Regions from separate parts of the Zea mays genome. Here regions 2 and 3 are each linked to region 1. Evidence: chromatin contacts called from public Hi-C data. All regions are on one chromosome and are shown on one strand. The core of a region is the stretch at or near the end of the contact, and the rest is flanking DNA. Distances in the headings are between cores, read along the strand shown.

Evidence for each region. A called contact is a pair of places that touch in the nucleus more often than the background predicts.
Region 2: a Hi-C map of tassel shows a contact between it and region 1, with 3 times the contacts expected there. The contact joins the promoter of LOC100283671 here to the promoter of LOC100282737 in region 1. A contact is called at or near these places in 2 of 25 Hi-C or Micro-C datasets (leaf and tassel).
Region 3: a Hi-C map of ear shows a contact between it and region 1, with 2.9 times the contacts expected there. The contact joins the promoter of LOC103642199 here to the promoter of LOC100282737 in region 1. A contact is called at or near these places in 6 of 25 Hi-C or Micro-C datasets (ear, endosperm, leaf and 1 more) and 1 of 3 datasets of contacts at active chromatin or transcription factors (leaf).

The regions. Positions count from the first base shown.
Region 1 is chr1:193,835,338-193,838,793 of Zm-B73-REFERENCE-NAM-5.0, reverse strand. It overlaps LOC100282737 (chaperone protein dnaJ 10), which reads left to right and starts at 1,774. Exons shown (of 10, transcript NM_001155643.1): 1 at 1,774-2,080; 2 at 2,167-2,226. The coding sequence starts at 1,994.
Region 2 is chr1:193,667,444-193,670,899 of Zm-B73-REFERENCE-NAM-5.0, reverse strand. It overlaps LOC100283671, which reads right to left and starts at 1,923. Exons shown (of 6, transcript NM_001156572.1): 1 at 1,381-1,923; 2 at 123-626. The coding sequence starts at 1,860.
Region 3 is chr1:193,993,803-193,997,258 of Zm-B73-REFERENCE-NAM-5.0, reverse strand. It overlaps LOC103642199, which reads right to left and starts at 1,695. Exons shown (of 5, transcript XM_008665518.2): 1 at 1,042-1,695; 2 at 880-925; 3 at 692-777; 4 at 543-594; 5 at 40-364. The coding sequence starts at 1,680. The coding sequence ends at 360.

The DNA of each region.
Region 1 (3,456 bases), core at 525-3,024:
TGGACTCCAAAACTCCAAGTCTCACATAAGCAATGTCCTTCTACACTTGTGATGTCAACAACCATAATCATATCAGCGTTTGGACCATCACTCTTGGGCACTTGTGTTGAACTTTATAGACTTTACACTAGGCACCTGTCCAACACTTAACACACTTGTCAGTCCTTAAATTGGGTTATCATCCAAACCACCAAAACCCACAAGAGAGCTTTCACGCGCTGAGGGTCTGTTCCGCACCTCTGCAAGATGCACCAGTGAGCAATACTCCAATTCATGGACATAATCTACAACTAATATTTGACCAAGATGGAGAAGATGGACCTAAATATTAGTAAGAAACCCGTGATGCTAAGGAAAAACATGCAACATGATCATCCGATTGATAACATTATGGAGTCTTTGAAAGGTGGTACCAACTTGTTTACATTTAGCAAATTTATGTTAGTTTTACTCGTTTTTTCTCCTTCAAATCTCCTAAGGTAGATCAACAGCTCTGTGATCCATATTGGGTGATGGCAATGCAAGAACTAAACAACTTTGAGAGAAATCAAGTACTCCTTAGTACAAAGAACCAAAAGCGATGTAATTAGAACCAAATGTGGAGTGCATGTAGGAATAAGGCAAGATTAGTTGCTCAAGGATTCACTCAAATAAAAGGGTCATACTTTGAAGAGACATATGCAACGATAGCTATACTTGAAGCAATCCTGATGCTTCTAGCCTATGCTGCACATCCCAACTTCAAGCTACATCAAATGGTCGTAAAAACTATGTTTCTCAATGGCCTTATTCATGAACTAATATATGTCGAGCATCACCAGGTTTTGGAGATCCAAAGTTCCTCGACCACATCTATAAAACTTTATAATGCATTCTAAGGCCTTAAACAAACATCAAGGGCATGATAAATTTTTACTCAAACAAGATCTTGACATAGTCAAAGCCGATCCTACTATTCCCACTCACAAAGTTAATGTAGATATTTTTGTGTGCCAAATAGCTATAGATAGAAATATGTAAATATGATTTAAAATGAGAAGTAAAGTTCTAAAAAAGAATTAGTATCGCCATGAATTCAAACGGCGGTTTTACAACCATTTTTAGGTTTGCGATACTGTTGGATTTTTTTTGTCAACCCCAACCAGATCTTATTATCGCGAGATTAAGTATTTTCTATAATAATATGGTGAAGTACCTGGCTCCGATAGATCTTATTATTGCGAGATTAAAGTAATTCCTATAATAATATGGTGACGTACCTGACCTCCGATTGTTCCTTTTGAGCTGTAGGCTTGAATTACAGGGTGTGTTTGGTTTGACTTTTGGCTTTGGCTTTTGCCCCCCTAAAAGCTAAAAGCCAACCAAAGGGCTGGATTCAGGAAGCAGCTTTTTCTAAAAGCCGACTTTCTCATAGTGCAAATCTGAAAGCACCTCTAGACCTGCTTTTAGTGGCTTTTCGGATGAAACTATAAAAACATATATCGAAGAATTTTTAACGACTTTTAGTGGTTTCCACCAAACGGTTTTTAGCTTTTTAACAGCTTACAGCCTACAACAGCTTTTTCCACAGCTCACAGCCCACAGCAACTTTTTTCACAGCCATAGCCCAACCAAACAGACCCATAGTTTTTTTAGCTGTATATTTGGATTTTTAGCAAATGCAAACGGAGGAAGATATGGATTTCGTCGTTGGAGTACAGTCCAAGAGCGGGTCCCGGGCTCCCGGCCCACAACTTGGCCTACTTGTGGTAATTCACAAAATTCTCCCTGAAAAATTTAGAAAAAGTCTAGACGACGCGCTTGTGTGCGTGGCCGGACCTGAAAAGCCGGTTCCTCCCCCGACCCCGGCGCCCCACCGCAGCCGCCGGCTCCCACCGCCCGGCGCACCCCGTCACCTCTCCACCAACCGGATACCCGGACGGATCCGCTCCCACCTGGATCCTGATCCGGGGAAGTCAAAGGGGAGATCGAAGCTTGAGCAGAGGGAGCCAAAATGGTGAAGGACACGCGGTACTACGACGTGCTGGGCGTGGACCCGTCCGCCACCGAGTCCGAGATCAAGAAGGCGTACTACGTCAAGGTAAGCGGCCGGCTCCTCGCTCCCGCTTGCTCTGCCGCGGGCGTCTGATCTGGTTCCTGTCGCTGCTGCTGGCTGTGTCTGTGCAGGCGAGGCTGGTCCACCCCGATAAGAACCCGAATGATCCGCAGGCCGCGGAGAAGTTCCAGGTATATGCGCGCTCGACATTTCTCATCCTGTGGTATCTATACTTTGCTCAGCTTTACAGCGCTGCTGCGACCTACTCTGCCTCTAGTGTACAATCCTTGATTCGATGGCTCATCTAACAGATGCTGCTGCGAGCTACTCTGCCTGTAGTGTAGAATGCTCGATTCAATCAGATTAGGTACTCATTGCTCGATGGCAGTACGTAAAAAAAATTAGGGAGTGCTGACTGCTTGGGCTTACTGGTTTAAATGGGGTTTTGTTAAGCAGCTAGACGTATTACTTTTTGGTTGAAGATTGCTCACTTCAAGGATACCTCAATATTGCTAACGCCTAACAGAACAGTCAAAACAATCTATTACAGGAAGTATGTTTACTAGGAATATAGTTCTGAAACACAGTTTGGACGAGTGAACAAAATCTAAATGAGACATATATGTAGGGGTGGTAATAGATCCCGATCCAAATGTTTCTTCACAAAATGGTAGGACTCTAAATAAATTTTAGTTAAAAAATGAATAGAAATAGGACCCGATCCGATCCTTAAATTTTATAGTGTAAAATTTAGAGCCCATTGTCACCCCTACATATATGACACACTCCCCTACCGTTTGTGTTTTATAATGAAGAGCCACTCGGCCACTCCATATCATTTTTGTAATGCACATTTAGATAGCCATTCTTCTTTGTAGCCTACAAAATATTTGGCTGCTGCTTTAAGAATGGAGACATTATACATGTATCAAAATGCTAGAGACTTGTCATTTTGTCTTGTTTTTAGAAATAGGATTGTTCATACTTGAGACTTGTGAATTTCTCAATTTAGGGGTGGTAGTGGATCGCGATCCAAATGCTTATTCACAAAATGGTAGGGCTCTAAATAAATTTTAGTTCAAAAATGAATAAAAAATAGGGCCCGATCCGATCCTTCAATTTTATAGTGTAAAATTTAGAGCCCATTGTCACCCCTACATATATGACACACTCCACTACCGTTTGTGTTTTATACTGAAGAACCACTCCATATCATTTTTGTAATGCACATTTAGATAGCCATTCTTCTTTTTAGCCTACAAAATATTTGGCTGCTGCTTTAAGAATGGAGACATTATACATGTATCATAATGCTAGAGACTTGTCATTTTGTCTTGTTTTTAGAAATAGGATTGCTCATACTTGAGACTTGTGAATTTCTCAATTTCGCAGCAATTTTCTTTATCCAAATATAAAAAAAA
Region 2 (3,456 bases), core at 674-3,173, 170 kb after region 1:
GTACTAGAACAGGCACCCTAACACTTCATTATCACTAGACATTAGTTGCAAGTAAAAAATAATTCTACTGATAAAAAAAATTGAAATATAACAGGAATAGTAATAAATGAAACAGAACGAACCTTCAAATGATTTGTCCTCAGAAACTGCTGAGTGATATCAGGACCCCAAAGCAAACCTATGCCTCGTTCTTTATTCGGAGAAAGACCCATCTGCAAGGAAGGGTCAGACCACAGCACATCCCCAGGGATCAAATTTGAGCCTTCCCAAGGAGGGTCGAGAACAGTTCTCCTTGCTTTCAATAACTCATCCAAGGATCCAAGTTTCATGGAAGTCAGATCAACAGTAAAATTCGCCTTGTATTTGTGACCCTTCTTTCCCTTTTTTGATTTCTTTGATGGCACTACAATTGTTCCACGGAAGATACCGCCGTGTGCAGTGTACACACATCCTGCTATTATTGTCGCCAGAGGAAGGTCCTCAAAACATCTTAAAAACTTCCGGTAAATTTGAGGGCCCTGATCTTTGTATTTAGTCATTACCTCCTTCTCGAAACCATATACTGACGTGCAGTACTTGGATTCGTGGTTTCCCCGGAGAAGGAACACACAGTTTGGGAGTAGCACCTGAAAGAAAGCAAGAACACCATTAATTAGCAACCATTTATGTTTGACACTGTTTGAAGTTGAACGGAGATTTCTATAGAAGTTTTAGAATGTCAAAGGAGGACAAGCATATGCTTGTGCAAGTTAACAGTCAAATGCAAATATATATCACACATGGCACTAAATACAGCTACCGCTACCACGTATGAATATAGTATGGAACAAATGAACAATTCTAACTCACTTAACATACATATGGTTTAAATGACACCATATTTTTCATAATTGAAGTGTGTGTGACATTACTTTTTTTAGTGCAGTTAAATGTCTACTTATAAACGTTATTCATGATATAGGCTTAAACTTATATCTAATGATACGCTACCTCAACGCCAAACCACGATATTTAATACATTGACATCACATCACTAATATTCCAGCAGTTGAATTCCGAGGGAAACAAGAACAAGTACTCAAGAAATATTGTGTGGGTCATGCCTCATAATTCTATGTTGATTTCATTAGTTGCATACACGCAAAATTAGCAAACCTATACTTGTTCTTAGGTCCAATCCAAACAAAGGAGAGACCATTATTCGCCACGGTCTGCGCCTCTGCGCTGCCACTGCCACTGCCACGAAAACAACTCAGCCAGTTTGTACCGCCTCTGGAAAATTTATTGACTGCCTTGACATGCATCAATCTACGCCCATGAATCTCGCAGATCCGACAAAACAAAATGGAATCGAAGCGTGCATGAGGCAGCAGAATTCACCTTCCAGGCGAGGAGCAGGAGGAAGGTCTCGAGGCCCCAGGCGCCGCGGTCGACGTAATCGCCGTTGAAGACGAAGATGCGGTCCTCGGACGGGAACCCGGCGTCGCGGAGCAGGAAGATGACGTCGTGGAGCTGCCCGTGGACGTCCCCGACGACGACGACGGCCTGGCCGGGGCGCGGGTCGACGCGGACGAGGTTGGGCTCGCGGTGCAGGATGGCGGCGGCGGCCAGGACCAGGCGCTGGACCAGCGCGGGCGGGAGCACCGCCGGGAGGCGGTCCGCGGGGAGGTGCCGCGAGCACCAGTCCAGCGTGGACGCCAGCCCCGCCACCCAGTCCCGCGTCAGTGCGCCGCCCTCGGGCCACTCGACCACCGTAGGGGCCGGGACCGGAGCCGGAGCCGGGGCTGGGGCTGGGGCTGGGGAGGGATCCATCGCCGCGGCGATGGGGATGAGGATGGCGTCGGCGTCGGGCTGCGACATGGCATGGGCCAGGCTGGATTCGCTGGGTTCTGAAGTTCTGTTCCTTGTGCGAGTCGCGCGAGTGGGGGTTTGTGTTGTCTTGGGGGAAACGAAAGGGAGGGTTCGTCGATCGTCGTCGTCACAGTCGGCAGCGCCGGCTGTGCTGCTTTTGCGCCCTTGAGGCCTTGTGGGGAAACGAAACGAGGGCTGGGCTGCTGCTGGTTCCAGTTGGCTTTCGTAGGTGCGGAGCCGTGGGCCGTGGGCCGTGGGCCGTGGCCCGTGGCCCCTGGGTCTCCGCGGCGTGGAGATGACACGGCTGCGAGGGGTGGAAACGAGCCGGCTCTGCTCAGTATTGTTGTGAGTTGTGCAAATGGGCTTGGCTTAAACCCGGCTCGCGAGCCACCTATTGACTGCAGTCTGCATCCTACAGTGAACCGTGAAAAGGAGGACTACAGAGGACAGCAGCATTTGGACAATTACACAACTAATATTAGACATGCATATAACAGAACTAGGTTAGTGCCGATGCGTTGCAACGGGAATATATAATATCATCGTAACTTATATATAAAAATGTTATATTGTTATGAGAAAGGATTTTGTAATCCATTGATGATCCTGGCTATATATAAAAATTTTGTTATTTTAATATACCTCTTTCACCACTACATTGCAACCATCAATATCATGCAGACCTATATATATGATAGTTAGGTGTCTGTGCGTTGCGACTACTCACAAATTATTAATAAAACGCGAACAATATATTGATAACCGTACACTAATCTATTCCTTTGTAGAGATATTGATAAGTCTCTTTTGTATGTTTGCAGGGATGACATAGCGGTATGAATTGTCCTCGTAACTTAATAGATCAATCACAAAGTTCCTTCGAAAAATCTTTGCATCCTACACACAAAGACATCCGCCTACTTTTTCCCCACATGACCATAACTTGTACAACGAGGTAGTTGGTATTAACCCTATAGAATAATGTTTGGCCAACTATGTTATATTGCTGAGAAGGTACGTGGTATGGAGAAAATACCCTTTTAAGTCAATTGGAAGACCGGTCTGAATTATATGTTCCCACTTAAAAATATTCTCTACCCATTCAGAACGTTTCTTGTTGTAGGCAATCTTACATTTAGAAGTGTGATTTAACGATATTCATGCCATGCAAATTTAGAAGTGTGATTTAACAAATTACATGCAAATGACAAAATGAGTAACAAAAGGCTTAATTTTGGAGAAGACGTGCTACCATATTTTTTAGAAGTTTTGGGTGCAAACAAAAGTGTAATAAGCTCGTTGATGTGGGTTTTTCTCTGAATTGCATTCTGTATTGACTCGACAGGATATTTAAATGTGTAGGATGAAATAGAGAACTACATAAGGATCCAATGCCATTGAATGACGTATGAGGAGTGCTTAGAATGCAAAAGTATTCACAATAAAAGATCACAAGACATTTGTCGTTTGCTTCCACATGGCGGCTATTCCATGTTTTAGCTCTTTACAAAGGAAGTTCTGCAAAAGCTTAAGTTGTGGGTTGTGATCGAAGATGTGCCATGAACAAGAACTAAGCAGATTTAGGTCTAGACCACAAGTAACCAG
Region 3 (3,456 bases), core at 446-2,945, 160 kb before region 1:
ATGAAGAAACAACAGAGCTTTTATCTACAGGATGCGGTATTGACGAAGTAAAAACAGTAGAATTTTTGTTTACTGATGGAGTATTGGACACAGGACAAAAGCACAGACTGACGATGGCCAGTTGGTGCACCCCAAAAAAAACAAGCGTCTTGATTTACGAGTCCTTGTATATCTGGATTCGCTAAATCCTTGGATACTTGTAGTGGCGTAGATACATGAGCGACCAATCTCTCCTCCTTCCCTTGACCTCCAATCTCATCAAGACGATTCATGCTGCTGCTGAGCCTGAGCCCAGGAATGGTAGTCCCTCAGCAACTGCTCTCCCAGCACGGGAACGAGCCTGTCCAGCAGGCCTTGCATCAACCTGCAAACAGAAATCGGTGGAAATGTCAGATCCAAGTGCCATTACCAACAGTAATCGGTGGAAATGTTGGCTGTTAGCCGATAAGATGCTCTGTCCCAGATCGAGCTACTAGTTCTCTTTCATAGCTCGCTTATGCAAACGTGACAGAGGCAGGCAGGCAGGCATACATACAGGTTACCTGGCTTCTCCACTGCTGACAACGGAAGCATGCTGAATGGCTTGGTGTAGACCTGTAATAAAATCGTAATCGACGCACTATTAACTTCATGTGCATTCTCTTAAAACTTTGGGGGAGGGGGAAGAAAATGCAAAGCATGCCTTGCATACCTCCAGAGTGACCTCCAGTTTGACATGGATGTCTAGGCAGGGCTCCTCGGCGTCGTCGCTCCACGTTATATGGTTACTCATGAATGCTGCAAAAAGGAAAAAAACTCAGTAGACGACTCGGATGAAGATGAAGGTATTAGGTAGAATAGAAGAACACAGATTGATGCACTGGTGGTAGGAGAACGTACCTGAGAAGAGTTCATTCTGCTGCTCAAGCACCTCTGATCCCTCGAACTGGAAATTAGCAAGAGCTCAGGTGAGTGAAGGAGGGTTCGGACCCCAAGACGAAGCGCGCGGGGAACAGAGCTGACGAGCGAGGAGGCAGCCAAGCCACGTGCGTACGTACGTACCCTGCACGACAGCATCTCGATGGTGCAGTCGGTGCTGGTCGGGGCGACGCGGAGGTCCAGCACCGGGGCGACCTCGAAGCCGAGGAGCCCGACGCGGCGCAGCGCGCAGGTGAAGGTGCCGGGCCCCGCGGGCGCGAAGCTCTCGAGCGCGCCGGTGTTGAGGATGGACTCGACGGCGTCCGGGTGGCGCAGGAACTCGCCGACGCCGGCGCCGGAGACGCCGTCCGGCAGCGGCACGCGCTGCCGCCGCCTCGCCGACAGCCGGGCCCGCCGTCCCGTCGGTGCCTGGCCCTGGCCCTGGCCCGCGCCCGCCTCTGCGTCGCCGTCGGCGGCGTCGCGGCTTGCCACTGCGACCCTCCATGCGCTACGGCGGCTCTTCTTGGCCTGATTGCGGCTGGAGCTGCATGTGGGGATGGGGATCGGCTGCCGCTGGGCGACGGTGATGGCGGCAGGCTTGGCTGCGGCGAGCCTCATTCCATCGGCTTCAGCTGCGCACGGCACGGGCGAGGAAACCAACCAACCAACCACTGGCTGCAGGAGCTTATCCTCGTGTTCGACTAGCGTCTTGTCTGCTCCACGCCGCCGGCACGCAGCACAAAGATGTGTGGTCGTCCGACTGAACCAGTGTTGTTTTTCCATTCCCCGCTACTCCTCGTCCTCGGTCATCATAAATTAATTAGCTATGTGCCCGTGCGTTGCGACGGAACACAAATTGACAATCCTCCAACGGCTTAGAGCTCTAGCGATGGACGGCGTGAGTACAATGGTGATAGGAACCCTCACGGAAAACAATACCATGTTGCTATGGAATCAATATGATAAAATACATTGATATGCAAAAACAATAATTATTATTCTATATTTTTGTTAGCATCACTAAAAAGATATCCAACCAATTTATCCTAAAAAAGATGATAAAAACTTTTATCTAAATCCATTTCCAGATTTAGTATATCTGTGGGTCATCTACGAGACATGCCCTTCTCCTACTACATGTGATGAGTGGCTGTTGCATAGAGCCCCAAAGAAAGTTGTGGAGAACTCCGTCTCTCATAGAGCATTTAGCGAACCTGCTCTTAACCAAGTTGAGCCCCTCATTCCGCAGGGAGACTAAAGAAAAGGCATACATATTATAGATTTCTAAAATCCCTTCATCATTTGAACCCTCCAATTCCAATCATACAAAAATATCACCTACAGTGAAAAACTTTGTTGCTACATCAATTTGTATCAGTTGTCAAATAAATAGCCTGACTTAGATGGATAGATCACTATGTCATTTTCTTTGTGAGAAGTTATAGTGAGTAAACAATGTCATACCGATAAAACAGGTTCTCTCAGTGATCTCTGTAATCTGCTAGACTGAAAGTTTGTTTGCCAAACTTGCTTGATGCCGCAAAGGCATCAACACCCCTCCATGCATCTAAAATGGGATCAGCTGCTCTAACAAGCTTCGGAGGAGCGAGGTAGGGCCGATACTATCGTATCCTGGACTCTAGCCGAGGGATCATTGCTAGGAACAGGGTGCCGAGGGATCATGCCAGGAACAGGGTGCTCCCATCCGAGACAAAGATTGACCGGCAGAGCGCTCCTTACTCTGGGTTCTCCCTATATAGTTGAATGAAACAAATTACAAGAGTAGCATAGAATAGAATATCTGGCAAATATTTTAAAAAATTGAGAACGCTTATCTAATCAGGAGGTAGATGATTCATACATAATTCTAGAGATGCAATACATAGTGCACAACCACATTTTATTTTCATGTTCAATGTAGCAACACAACTCGGTCCTTTGCTCTTAAGAAACACAGGGCCTGACTTTATGCAAGATTATACACATTATTCTGGAACACAACAAGTAAAATCTATTACAGTCAAAAGTAATATTGACACTATCAAAAGCAATACCTAGAGCAAAATGTCATGGAAGGTTCCTCGCTAACTTTCGCAAGTTAGTCAGCTCTATGTTGGTAAGGGTCGAATGCATTCCTTAATGCTATGAATTGTTTAGGTGTGATCTCCCATTGCCAACCAAACAAAAATGAATTGTTTAGGTGTCTTTTCCACTACCACGCGTCAGCACCGGTGATAAGGAAGATATCAGTGAAACACGCAGAAGCTCTCAAATAACCACGAATTTCAATAGAAAAGATTACAAAAATGGTCTGAAAGTTGAAAGTTGCCAGTAGCCACAAGTGCATGCCCCAGAATCCAGTTGACCAAAGGTAACTTAACTGTAAATGAATTTATCATACAAGTCACCGATCTTGTGAGGCTAGAGATCCAATCCTGGACCAATAAATATAGTCACCAGATTGTCCTAACTATACATACAACTGTAAAGTAAAAGAAATGGTAAATACATGTGGAATCGAAAAACGCATAGTTGTGCAACAGTTAAGATAACTGACAA